Linked DNA regions of Triticum aestivum: region 1 is linked to region 2. The links are chromatin contacts, called in public HiCAR-type maps. All regions are on one chromosome and are shown on one strand. The core of a region is the stretch at or near the end of the contact, and the rest is flanking DNA. Distances in the headings are between cores, read along the strand shown.

Evidence for each region. HiCAR-type assays count read pairs that join an accessible place to other places.
Region 1: a HiCAR-type map of leaf shows a contact between it and region 2, with 4 times the contacts expected there. The contact joins the promoter of LOC123182572 here to the promoter of LOC123069767 in region 2. A contact is called at or near these places in 1 of 5 Hi-C or Micro-C datasets (leaf) and 1 of 1 datasets of contacts at active chromatin or transcription factors (leaf).

Annotation. Positions count from the first base shown.
Region 1 is chr1A:581,941,988-581,946,953 of IWGSC CS RefSeq v2.1, reverse strand. LOC123182572 (cysteine-rich receptor-like protein kinase 6) reads right to left here and starts at 3,083. Exons shown (of 7, transcript XM_044595208.1): 1 at 2,216-3,083; 2 at 1,847-1,975; 3 at 1,592-1,734; 4 at 1,299-1,509; 5 at 951-1,188; 6 at 723-873; 7 at 166-648. The coding sequence starts at 3,056. The coding sequence ends at 364.
Region 2 is chr1A:581,764,704-581,770,395 of IWGSC CS RefSeq v2.1, reverse strand. LOC123069767 (putative receptor-like protein kinase At4g00960) reads left to right here and starts at 4,284. Exons shown (of 7, transcript XM_044492709.1): 1 at 4,284-5,270; 2 at 5,520-5,648. The coding sequence starts at 4,430. It overlaps LOC123182558 (cysteine-rich receptor-like protein kinase 6), which reads right to left and starts at 149. Exons shown (of 7, transcript XM_044595187.1): 1 at 1-149. The coding sequence starts at 76.

The DNA of each region.
Region 1 (4,966 bases), core at 1,834-4,333, 180 kb before region 2:
AATTTACGTCCTCGAGCATGAGGTCCGAATTTTTTGTAATAGTACCCATACTGACTTTGGCTTTTTGTAATACTTGTGTGAAAAGTTTCACAGAGGAATGACTCGTTATATTATAGGCGGAAAAAGACTTGACACTTTATAAAACTTACAATTCATGCTTTTTGTAATCTCAAAATTGTTTTCTTGGCTCTGGAGTCGTTCGAAGCTATTCTTTCGCGAAACTTTTCGCACGAGTTCGAATCCAAACAAATTCAGGATTTTTTTACTCCTTTTGTAATGTCTAAATTATTTTTCCAATTCGGGTGCAATAGGACCATAGATACATTGGCTATTTACGCTGAAATTGTTGCTATGAAGTAAACTCTATGACCGGGCTTGCACTGATGGGATCGACACGCTTGACCCGGTGCTCGAATTGGCACCATCGTTTGTAGTGTAGAATGCCGGCTTCGACGGAGTAGGGAGAGAGAATGTGTTGCTGCCAAGCATCATGGCCACCGTCGACATCATCGGCCGGTCTGCCGGGTTGCCCTGGATGCACAAAAGCCCGACATGGATGCACCTCAGCGCATCACTCTCCGAGAAGCTCTTGTTCATGCATGGGTCTACCACTTCCAACACTGTTTCGGCCACCCAATGCTCCCATACCTGCACAATTGTGTAACATCGATGAGCCAAGATGCGCTGCATGTTAGCCAGATGTTCAAATAACAAGCTCATACTGTGGTCAAGAGATCCTGAGATTGCTGGGAGTTGTAGCAGTCACTGTTCTTCTTTCCTGTCATGATCTCCAGGACCAAAACGCCAAAGCTGAAAGCGTCTGATTTCACCGAGTAGTTCCCACGCATCACGTACTCTGGCGCCATGTATCCACTGAATTAACAACAAGAGTTCATAGTTAGTTAGTTACCTCCTGCTGGAAACTTACGGTCTATCATGCTACTACTTACTATGTGCCGATGACGCGGTTCGTCACACCCTGGGTCTGGTCTCTCCCGAAAATCTTGGCAAGGCCAAAATCCGAGATTTTCGGGTTCATGTTCATGTCCAGCAAGACGTTGCTCGCTTTGAGGTCACGATGGATTACTTTGAGCTGAGAGTCTTCATGGAGGTATTGCAGGCCTCGAGCCACTCCATTTATGATCTTGAACCTCGTTTCCCAATCTAGTTTTTGACGTTTCGCTTCGTCTGCTTTTCCATCAGAAGAATTAGAAAATGGTATAAGATCTATGCGATGTTACACTATTATTTCAATGCGCGGAGAAAACAGACAATGGAATCATCGCTCAACTAGTTACCGAAAAGGATCAGGTCGAGGCTTCGGTTAGGAACAAACTCATAGATGAGTAGCCTCTCTTGTTGCTCCAAGCAGACACCGACAAGTCTAACAAGATTCTTGTGCTTCAGCTTTGCAACTAAGGCGAGCTCATTCTTGAGCTCCTCCACTCCTTGTGTTGAGCTCTTGGACATTCTCTTGACTGCGATCTCATCGCCGTTTAGGAGAGTACCCTGAAAATTGTATGAAAGTTTTGCTCAACCACCAGTTTTCCAGTGTTGTGCCTACTTGCTTCAAGACAGGTTAGCTCATTACCTTGTACACCGGGCCAAATCCACCCTTGCCGAGTTTGTTGCTTTCTGCAAAATCCTCGGTTGCAGCCCGCAAAGTTGAAATGTCAATTAACATTGACTCCACACTTTCCATGTCCTCTGCTTCATCAGTGGAATAATTTGGATCTGTTTGAATAGAGACGCCATCGTGAATACATGACACAAGTGCATAAATTGTTTCATTTTAGGCACTGACACTGTAGCTGGGGAATTTTGAGTGACAAAATGACATACATACCTGGTTGCTTTGCCTTTGCAAGTGCCTGCCTCCTCCTCCTCCATGAAAAGAGCCAAACAATGAGGTTTATGGCTGCTATTGTAGGCAAGAGAATGATAAGAACCATGCCAGGAACACTGTACTTTCTCCCTGTACAATTTGAGATGACTCGTGTTATGTCAGACGAGTGTAGCAGACATGAACTGAAATATCACAAGATTACACCCTGCACGATTTGAAATGGTTGGAGGGAAATGGACATTGGTTGATTCTTTAGAGTTTGAATATAACAATTTTCAGGAATTTTTGTACGCCTAAATATATATAGAGGGAAGCAGAGCAATGAGCAGAGGAAATGTCCATATACTTTACTGAAAGTTAAGAGCTCACCCTCTGCTGTCGCCGATGTAGGAGCCACGGCCGGCCCCGGCGCTCCAGAGCTCGCGGACGTTGCTGGCAGCTGCACCATCACCGGGCCATTGATGAAGGGCTTGGTCTCGTACTCGAAGCTGCATCGGGGACCAAGAAGCCTGCCCCCGATACTATCCGTGAACTGCACCGGCAACTGCGCGATCAACTGAGCGAGGCAGTCCCGGCACCGGCCGGGCGTCAGGTCGGGGGTGCACTGCGCCCAGCTGTACACCTTGGGGAACTCCCGGTCGAGGTCGGCTTGGCCGGTGGCGTACCGGCGCGTGGAGTTGTACGCGGCGTAGTCCGCGGTGGCGTTCATGAGCGTGGCCACGGCGCGCTGGTACCGGCCCGGCTCCGACGTGGCGTTGGCGTCGTTGCGGACCGTGTAGGTGAGCTCCACGCCCAGGGGCTCAGAGTCGTCGGCGGAGAGGAACTGCACGTCGGAGTAGCGGAGCATGCAGGCGTCGTAGTAGATGACAGCTTCCTTGGAGCCGGGGCACACGTTCGGGAGGTTGGCGAAGGCGTTGACGAGGCAGCTGGAGCAGGCCCTGGAGCTGGCGTCGCCGCGGCAGAGCGCGAGAGCCGTGACCTTCTCCGGGACGGCCCCGGCCTCGGCGGTGGCGAAGAGGTTGGGCGACGCCGAGGCGTTCGTGGGGAGCGCGGCGGCGACGAGGTTGAGGTTGGCCTGGTACTGGCTCTTGTCGTTGTATTCGCGGCTGTCGCCGCACAGTGGCCACGGCTCTGTTGCGACGAGGCCGCTGGGCGCGAGCAGGGGGACGACAAGGATGAGAACAGACAAGGCGACATGGTGGGCCGCCATTGAGCAGAGCAGCACGGTGGACGAGCAAAGGTAGCTTTTGGAAACGGGGAAAATTAATAGCAAATTGCCGACCATGGCAATTGGAAGTCGCCATCCACTCGGTGCAACTAGGGAGGGTCGTGTTTAATTTCTCAACGTTTACATGTAGCTGCTTGACGTTTAATTTCCCTTCCTTTAACATCTTTTACACAAATCATCTCATTTAACAGTTTTTAACTTAACTAAAACTATTCCATTTAGCGAAAGTTTTGCTGGTTTTTAACCCATTTAGCTAAAAAAATGAGAATCAACCGGGGGCGGGGGGGGGGGGGGGGGGGGGGGGTGGGGGGTGGGGGGGGGAGCTCCCCACCTGAATATATTACTCAAGGGGCTGCCGTGGCAGTGAGTACAAAATTACATAGGCACGGTGCAACGTGCAGAGAGGTAGGAACGCCACGAAAGGATGTCCTCCTTGTCTTGTGAACTCACAAGACGATGTGACCATAGGCCCAAAGCAGAAATAAGGTTCCTCAAGGTTATTACAGACCTTTGGTCTATTGACCTAAAAACCATGTCATTACGTGTTGTCCAAGTCATCCAAAGCAAAGCCAACAGGACTGAAGGCCATGCTGTGGTTGGGAGGTGAGGAGGGGTAGAGACGTCCCAGAGATATGTGATGTCGCTGGAAGGTGGTAGGAGCCCCAGCCGTTGCCAAATCCTATTGGCAAGAGGGCATGTGATGAAGAGGTGGTTGGAGTCTTCGGTTGTCGTAGCACATCGAGGGCACATGTCTGAGTCGATGATATGCTTGCATGCAAGGTTAACACTAGTGTTGAGACGGTCTTTGAAGAGTAATCATGCGAATACTTTGAGTTTCCGAGGAACCTTGGCACTCCATATGAGAGGGGCCATGAGATCGGTCTCTGGCCGAGCCATGAGGACACCATATGCATGCTTGGTGGAGAAGCAAATGACTTGTCGTAGGAACTGTTGATCTTCCCCCGCCGATGGCACGAAATCCTGCAAAATAGCCAAAAGCGACACAAGCTCTTGTTCTGCCGTGAGGGAGAGGCGATTACGGAGGTTAGCCTTAATACCGAAACGCAAAATGTTAGCCACTTTAACTAGCTGTAAGGTGGAGTGTGAAAATAGGTGGGGGAATGAAGGAAATATGCGCTAGAGGCAATAATAAAGTTATTATTTTATTTCCTTATATCATGATAAATGTTTATTACTCATGCTAGAATTGTATTATCCGGAAACATAATACTTGTGTGAATACATAGACAAACTAAAACGTCACTAGTGTGCCTCTACTTGACTAGCTCGTTAATCAAAGATGGTTATGTTTCCTAACCATAGACATGTGTTGTCATTTGATTAATGGGATCACATCATTAGGAGAATGATGTGATTGACATGACCCATTCCATTAGCTTAGCACCCGATCGTTTAGTATGTTGCTATTGCTTTCTTCATGACTTATACATGTTCCTATGACTATGAGATTATGCAACTCTCGTTTGCCGGAGGAACACTTTGTGTGCTACCAAACGTCACAACGTAACTGGATGATTATAAAGGAGCTCTACAGGTGTCTCCAAAGGTACATGTTGGGTTGGCGTATTTTGAGATTAGGATTTGTCACTCCGATTGTCGGAGAGGTATCTCTGGGCCCTCTCGGTAATGCACATCACATAAGCCTTGCAAGCATTGCAACTAATGAGTTAGTTGCGAGATGATGTATTACGAAACGAGTAAAGAGACTTGCCGGTAACGAGATTGAACTAGGTATTGAGATACCGACGATCGAATCTCGGGCAAGTAACATACCGATGACAAAGGGAACAAAGTATGTTTTTATGCGGTCTGAACGATAAAAGATCTTCGTAGAATATGTGGGAGCCAATATGAGCATCCAGGTTCCGCTA
Region 2 (5,692 bases), core at 3,035-5,534:
GCAGGGCGGCGACGGCAACGACGGCCGCGGACACGACGAGCCGGTGAGATATCATCCTCGGCCTTGTGGCGGGCATGGTGGAGCGAGCAAGATGTTGGAACGTATGTTTTGCAGACGGGGGGATTAAACTTGGTAGTGCCTAGTGCCTGCCTAGTGCACGTCCTTGACGACGACCATGGCAACTGGCAACGCAAGTCCTTGTCCGTTTTCTGCAACTAGCATTCACGTCCCCATCGCCTGTGACTGAGAAGTACTTTTAGTTTTAGTGTAAAAAAAACCTCTTATATTATCCGACGGCGAGAGTAGCGATCTTCCGTCAATGAAAGGAGAAAACTGAACGGGTGAACCTTCTCCATTCCATTGAATGTAGTCGCAAAAGGTGGCTTGGAGTTCAGTTGAATTGAAGGGATTTTACCAGTTTGGATGCGCATGACTCATCATTCCGCAAAGCCGTGGAGTGGAATGCTTCAAGCAAACCAAACCGTACGTACGTGCGTCGAGTCAAAGTTTATGCTACCTATCTACTATCTATCTATCTATCTATCTATCTATCTATCTATCTATCTATCTATTATTGTTGTTGTTGTTGTTGTTGTTGTTGTTAAATTATCTCAGTTGTTAGTTTTAACTATTGACGGCTGAGATTTAAAATATGTAGCGTTACATACAAATACTCTTATCAAATATTATCATGCACAAACAGTTTGACATGTCTCCTCCAAAAAAAAGTTTGACACGACTCGTATGCCTTCCCTTTAGAAAAAGGTGTACGAGACAATCATCCATAAGCACAACTTTGGTATTGCAAAATACAGCAGGCAACAACTCCCATGTGAGAGTCCCAACACCCCACCAAAAGAGTCCGAGAACAAAAAGAAAGTCCAAGCACAATACATTCGTGTTAAAAAAAGATTTTTTTTTTATTTTGAGGATCATGGATTCTTTCTTTAGTTAGTGCTTCATGTTGGGATAAAATATCCTCTACCAGATTAAAAAAGAAAAAAATGTGTATGTACACAGCAAAAACTGTGGGGCCATATTTTTTGGCAAAATACTTTTGTTTAAAGTAATAAAGGTGCTACCAGTAATAAATCATGCATGGACAACTCAGACTAGAAATACATGGACATCTCTTAGTGCAAATAATTAATATTTACATTCTCGCATTTTTTTAGTAAATAATGAATCATGATGTATGTTCTTTTTTTTGTGATGGATCATGTATGTTCTAATTACAATGATTGAAATTCAATATTCCACGGAAAGAATTAAGGCATGCAAATTCTTCAGTACAAAGTAGCATTCTTCATGAAAAAAATAGCCTTGAGAAGGACACGGGAAAGCATATACATTGTACATACATAAGATGAATACCCCATACTGTTGTGAATATGAGGCGCATAAGTAAACATATTATCAATGTCTTAAAAGTTTGACCACTATATGATATGAAGAAGTATAGTGATTGGACATGTAAAATCAACTTTCATTTTCATACGTTTATATATGCCGTGCACCATTTTACTATTTTTTATGTATCATAAATAAATATGGCGGCTAAAATTATGAACTGGAAATTGTAAATAATCAACCGTGCCATATGTTTTGGAGCAGATATAACACTATATAACTCTATAATTAAATGGAGCAGATCGACACGTACACCATCATGAAAGAGTCGCAAAACTCTAGACAAAACTATGAATATCTCGATCATTTGTGCTCAATGACTTTGGTTTATAGTAGTAGTTGAGTTCAAGGAGACTAATGGAGTGATAAGTGAATACCCACTTTTAGACCATCGAACAAAAGCTCGGTAGTTATTTCCTTCAGTCGTCCTGCCCAACTATTTGGGCCAAGCTCCGCCACTCCCTCCTAGTCAGAGCTCCATGCAAAGGATGGAGCCAAACAATGGGTGCAAAAATACAAGGACGAGTCTTTCTAACAAAATCAACACCACATCAGGAACAAGCGCAAGATTTCCACACTTCCCAAGAGCACGCAAGGAGATGAGGGGGGAGGTACTTACTAGATTCAGGGCAACTTCTTTCCGGCATAGAAGTTGATCTTCATGCTTCCCCTCGAAGTGGAGCATGGTGATGCCCTCCCATGACAGAGGTACCGATGACTTTAGTTCTGCCGTCACCCATACCAAGGTCTCCTCGAAGGATGGGTGCCCCTTCGCAAACAATCTCCCTCGCTCCTTCACCATAGTTCGAGAGAGCGCCAGATTTGCCCTCTCTTTGGCTTCGTACTCCACCTCTCTTTGTTTTGCTTGACGAATCCGGTATACCCTCGATGATAGCGGGATTTGTTACTACCAACTACGATGCATGGGTAATTAGATCAGTTTGTCTAATTCACATCTAGATGTTTTTAAAGATGTCACATCTAAGCTCCCACAAATATAAAATGCATCAACAAGAAACAAAAAAAAACTAAGACAAAAAAAATAAATCACAAACAGAGTGGACATCAGCTTAGATGTGACATAACTATGTCACATCTAGATATGTCCTAGACAGACCCTAATTAGATACGTACCAGATACGTGATACAAAGACACATCTGATACGTCAATTTTTTTTAAAAAAAATTAGGATACATGGGTACGTTTATGATATAAATGAGACACATATTACCATACAAAAAACATTTAAAATGCGAAAATAAGGAGTTTTGATGAGAAGCATATCTTTTTTATTCAAGTGATGAAGTCTTTCAGCTAATACTCCAAGTGTCATTTTGATCATATGAGATTCTAAATGGAAATATGGCATCAAAACAGAGTAAGTTAGTTAGTTGTAAATACAAATAAAATTAAGAAATAGTTAGATACATCATGCTTTTCCTTATCAAAAATGTGTCACAGCAGTATCCCACGTGTATCAAATATTAGTTTATTAAAAAATGCAAATCAAGGAATACGTGTCGAACTGTATCGAGGCAGTATCAAAGTATCAGGGCAGTATCCGTCATTCATTTTGAACTATATGCGCAATGTAGCCTGCCAGTCCTCCCCCATCTTTTTTTTTGTAGAAAGTATGCTTGTATTCAAATCAGGAAATAATACAAAGTTCTTAACCTGCACAAGGACACCCTAACAGAATAATAAAGAGCACTAAAACAACCAGTGAAACACGAAGATGTTTATGTGTCATCAACCATGAACCTTGTGAGAACAAACCTGCAACACAAGAATCTACACCCATACCCAAGCAAGTCATCATCTTCAACCACAACATAATTGCCGCCACGCTGGTCCTCCTTTTTTTGCTCTGACGCCGAAAAGACAAGGACACAAAAGTGCAGCCAACACGCATGCAACAGCCTTCACCATATGTGGCTTTGAGTACCGCTAGATGTACCCCTTCCATATGAAAGTGAACTAGGATCTGGTTCCGGCGCCGCGGCAGGGCCAATCGCCCAGGCCAAACAGGACATCCCTCTAGCAGAAATACGAAGGAGGGAGAACAACATCAAAAAAAATCATACCGGCGAGGAGGAATAATAATCTCCATTTCCACACAACCACATCCCATCCGATGACCAACCCAACTAGTGTCGGTCGATCTTCAGACACCATAGCCCGCAACCTCAACGAGTTCCGGGGATCCCCCACCCCATTGGCTCCTAGACCAAGGCAAGAGCCCCGTCTGACTACGAATGGAGCATAGGAAAACTTATTCAGGCACGACGCCATGATGGCTTCAGCAACTCCCTCAACCCTAACCAAACTGAGAACACACGCGACCCATAGATCTGAGGTTCCCCCTCCCTCCGACCGCCAGAGCGGCCGACGAAGGCAGAGGGAACCAGCGGCGGCGTCGACGACATGCAAAGGGGCCCGCTCGCCTCCTGTTTGCCTGGCTCGGGCCCTCGTCTCATGTACCAACTGCCTGATCCTCCCACATCTGCATGTGACGGATCCCGGCAAGCCGCTCCCCCACGTGACCCGCCGCATTGGTTTGAATCGCCCATGCCCCTGGATTTGATCTCAATCTAGATCCCCCTCTACGTGATCTTCCGTCGGTAGAGGGGGGGATCAGGACATGCCATGGCTTTCTCTCTCGGAGTGACGAGGGAGATAGGACACCGTGATGAGGCGCCGACATCGGCGCCGGCAGGGACGGGTTGGCCACACTGACGAGAGCTGTCATGCGGGTCCCAATCTTGTGCGCACTCCTGATGCCCTGTTGGATAGGGCTGATGACTCGTCCACTTGCCAGTCATGATACCACACACCCAAAATTGCGGCCTGCGGGCGGCCAATCAACTTTGACTCCTTTGGATTGCCACTTGCGCACCCACTCGTACTCGTGGAAAAAAATATGACAAATGGTGCGTCGCCGTCGCCGTCCCCGCTCTGTCGTCGTGCCAAAGAAAAGCGAGCCGGTCCACCGGTCTCCCCCCACGCGCTTCCACGGTGATGCTCCCCGGCGGCTACGCCGTTCTCCCCATGATCATCGCGGCCCACCTGCTGGCGCCGGCTGAGTCGGCCTCAATGGAGTGCGACGGCAACCCCCAAACGTCCAGCAGCACCTTTCCCTCGACCCTGAAGCTGCTCGCCGCGGGACTCCCCGGCAACGCCTCCACCTCCCCAAACGGCTTCGCCACCGCCGTCGTCGGCACGGCGCCCGGCCTGGTCTACGGCATGGCCCTCTGCCGGGGCGGCACGAACGCCTCGTCCTGCCGCGCGTGCGTGGCCAAGGCGTTCGGCGACGCGCAGGCAAGCTGCCCCGGCGACACGGGCGCCGCCATGTACGAGGACGGCTGCGTCCTGCGCTTCTCCGTCCAGCGATTCCTCGATTTCCTCGGCGCGGACCAGTGGCAGGTCCGTGAGATCACTTTCTCCGTTGTCGCGGATCGGGCCAGCGTCACGGTTTCGGCCGCCTGGTTCGGCGCCGCGGTCAGTGCGATCCTCACCGCCGTGGTCAACCACGCGGTGTCGTCCCCGTCGCCGGCGGCGAGCAGCAATTCGACCATGAGAAGCAAGTACTTCGCCACCGGCGAGGAGGCCTTCAACCCCAAGGTATACGGCCTCGCGCAGTGCATGCCCAACCTGGCGCCGGCGCAGTGCGACGGCTGCCTCCGGAGACTCCAAGATGAGACAGCACCCTACATGGGCACTAACCCCGGATGGATCGAGGCTGGCTCCGCGTGGTGCATCCTGAGGTATGGCGTGCGGCCGATCTACGACGGCCAGGCGATGCTTCAGGTTCCGGCCCCGCCACCGCCATCTCCTTCTGTCACTCCCGAGCATGGCGCAGGTAGTACTAGCAGTAGCAGCTACTCCCTCCGTTTCAAAATAGATGACTCAACTTTGTACTAACTTTAGTGTCTACTCCCTCCGTTCCAAAATACTTGTTGTGGTTTTAGGTCAAATTTGTACTAAAAGCACGACAAGTATTTTGGAATGGAGGGAGTACTATTTTGGAACCGAGGGAGTAGCTAGCACACTTTCAGTTCCCCTTCTTATCTGAGCAAGGCATTTATCTTCTACTTTTATCATCATTCAGGAAACACAAGGAGTGCAACAGGAATCTATGCAGGCATTGCTTCTTCTGTTGTCTTGTTATTGATTCTACTATCAGTTTTCGCTTTCATCCGCTTCAAGAGAAAAATTAAGGCCGCCGAGGACGATAATCGTGAGTAGAATCTTGCATCTAGCATGTCTTCTGTTCAAGAGCCG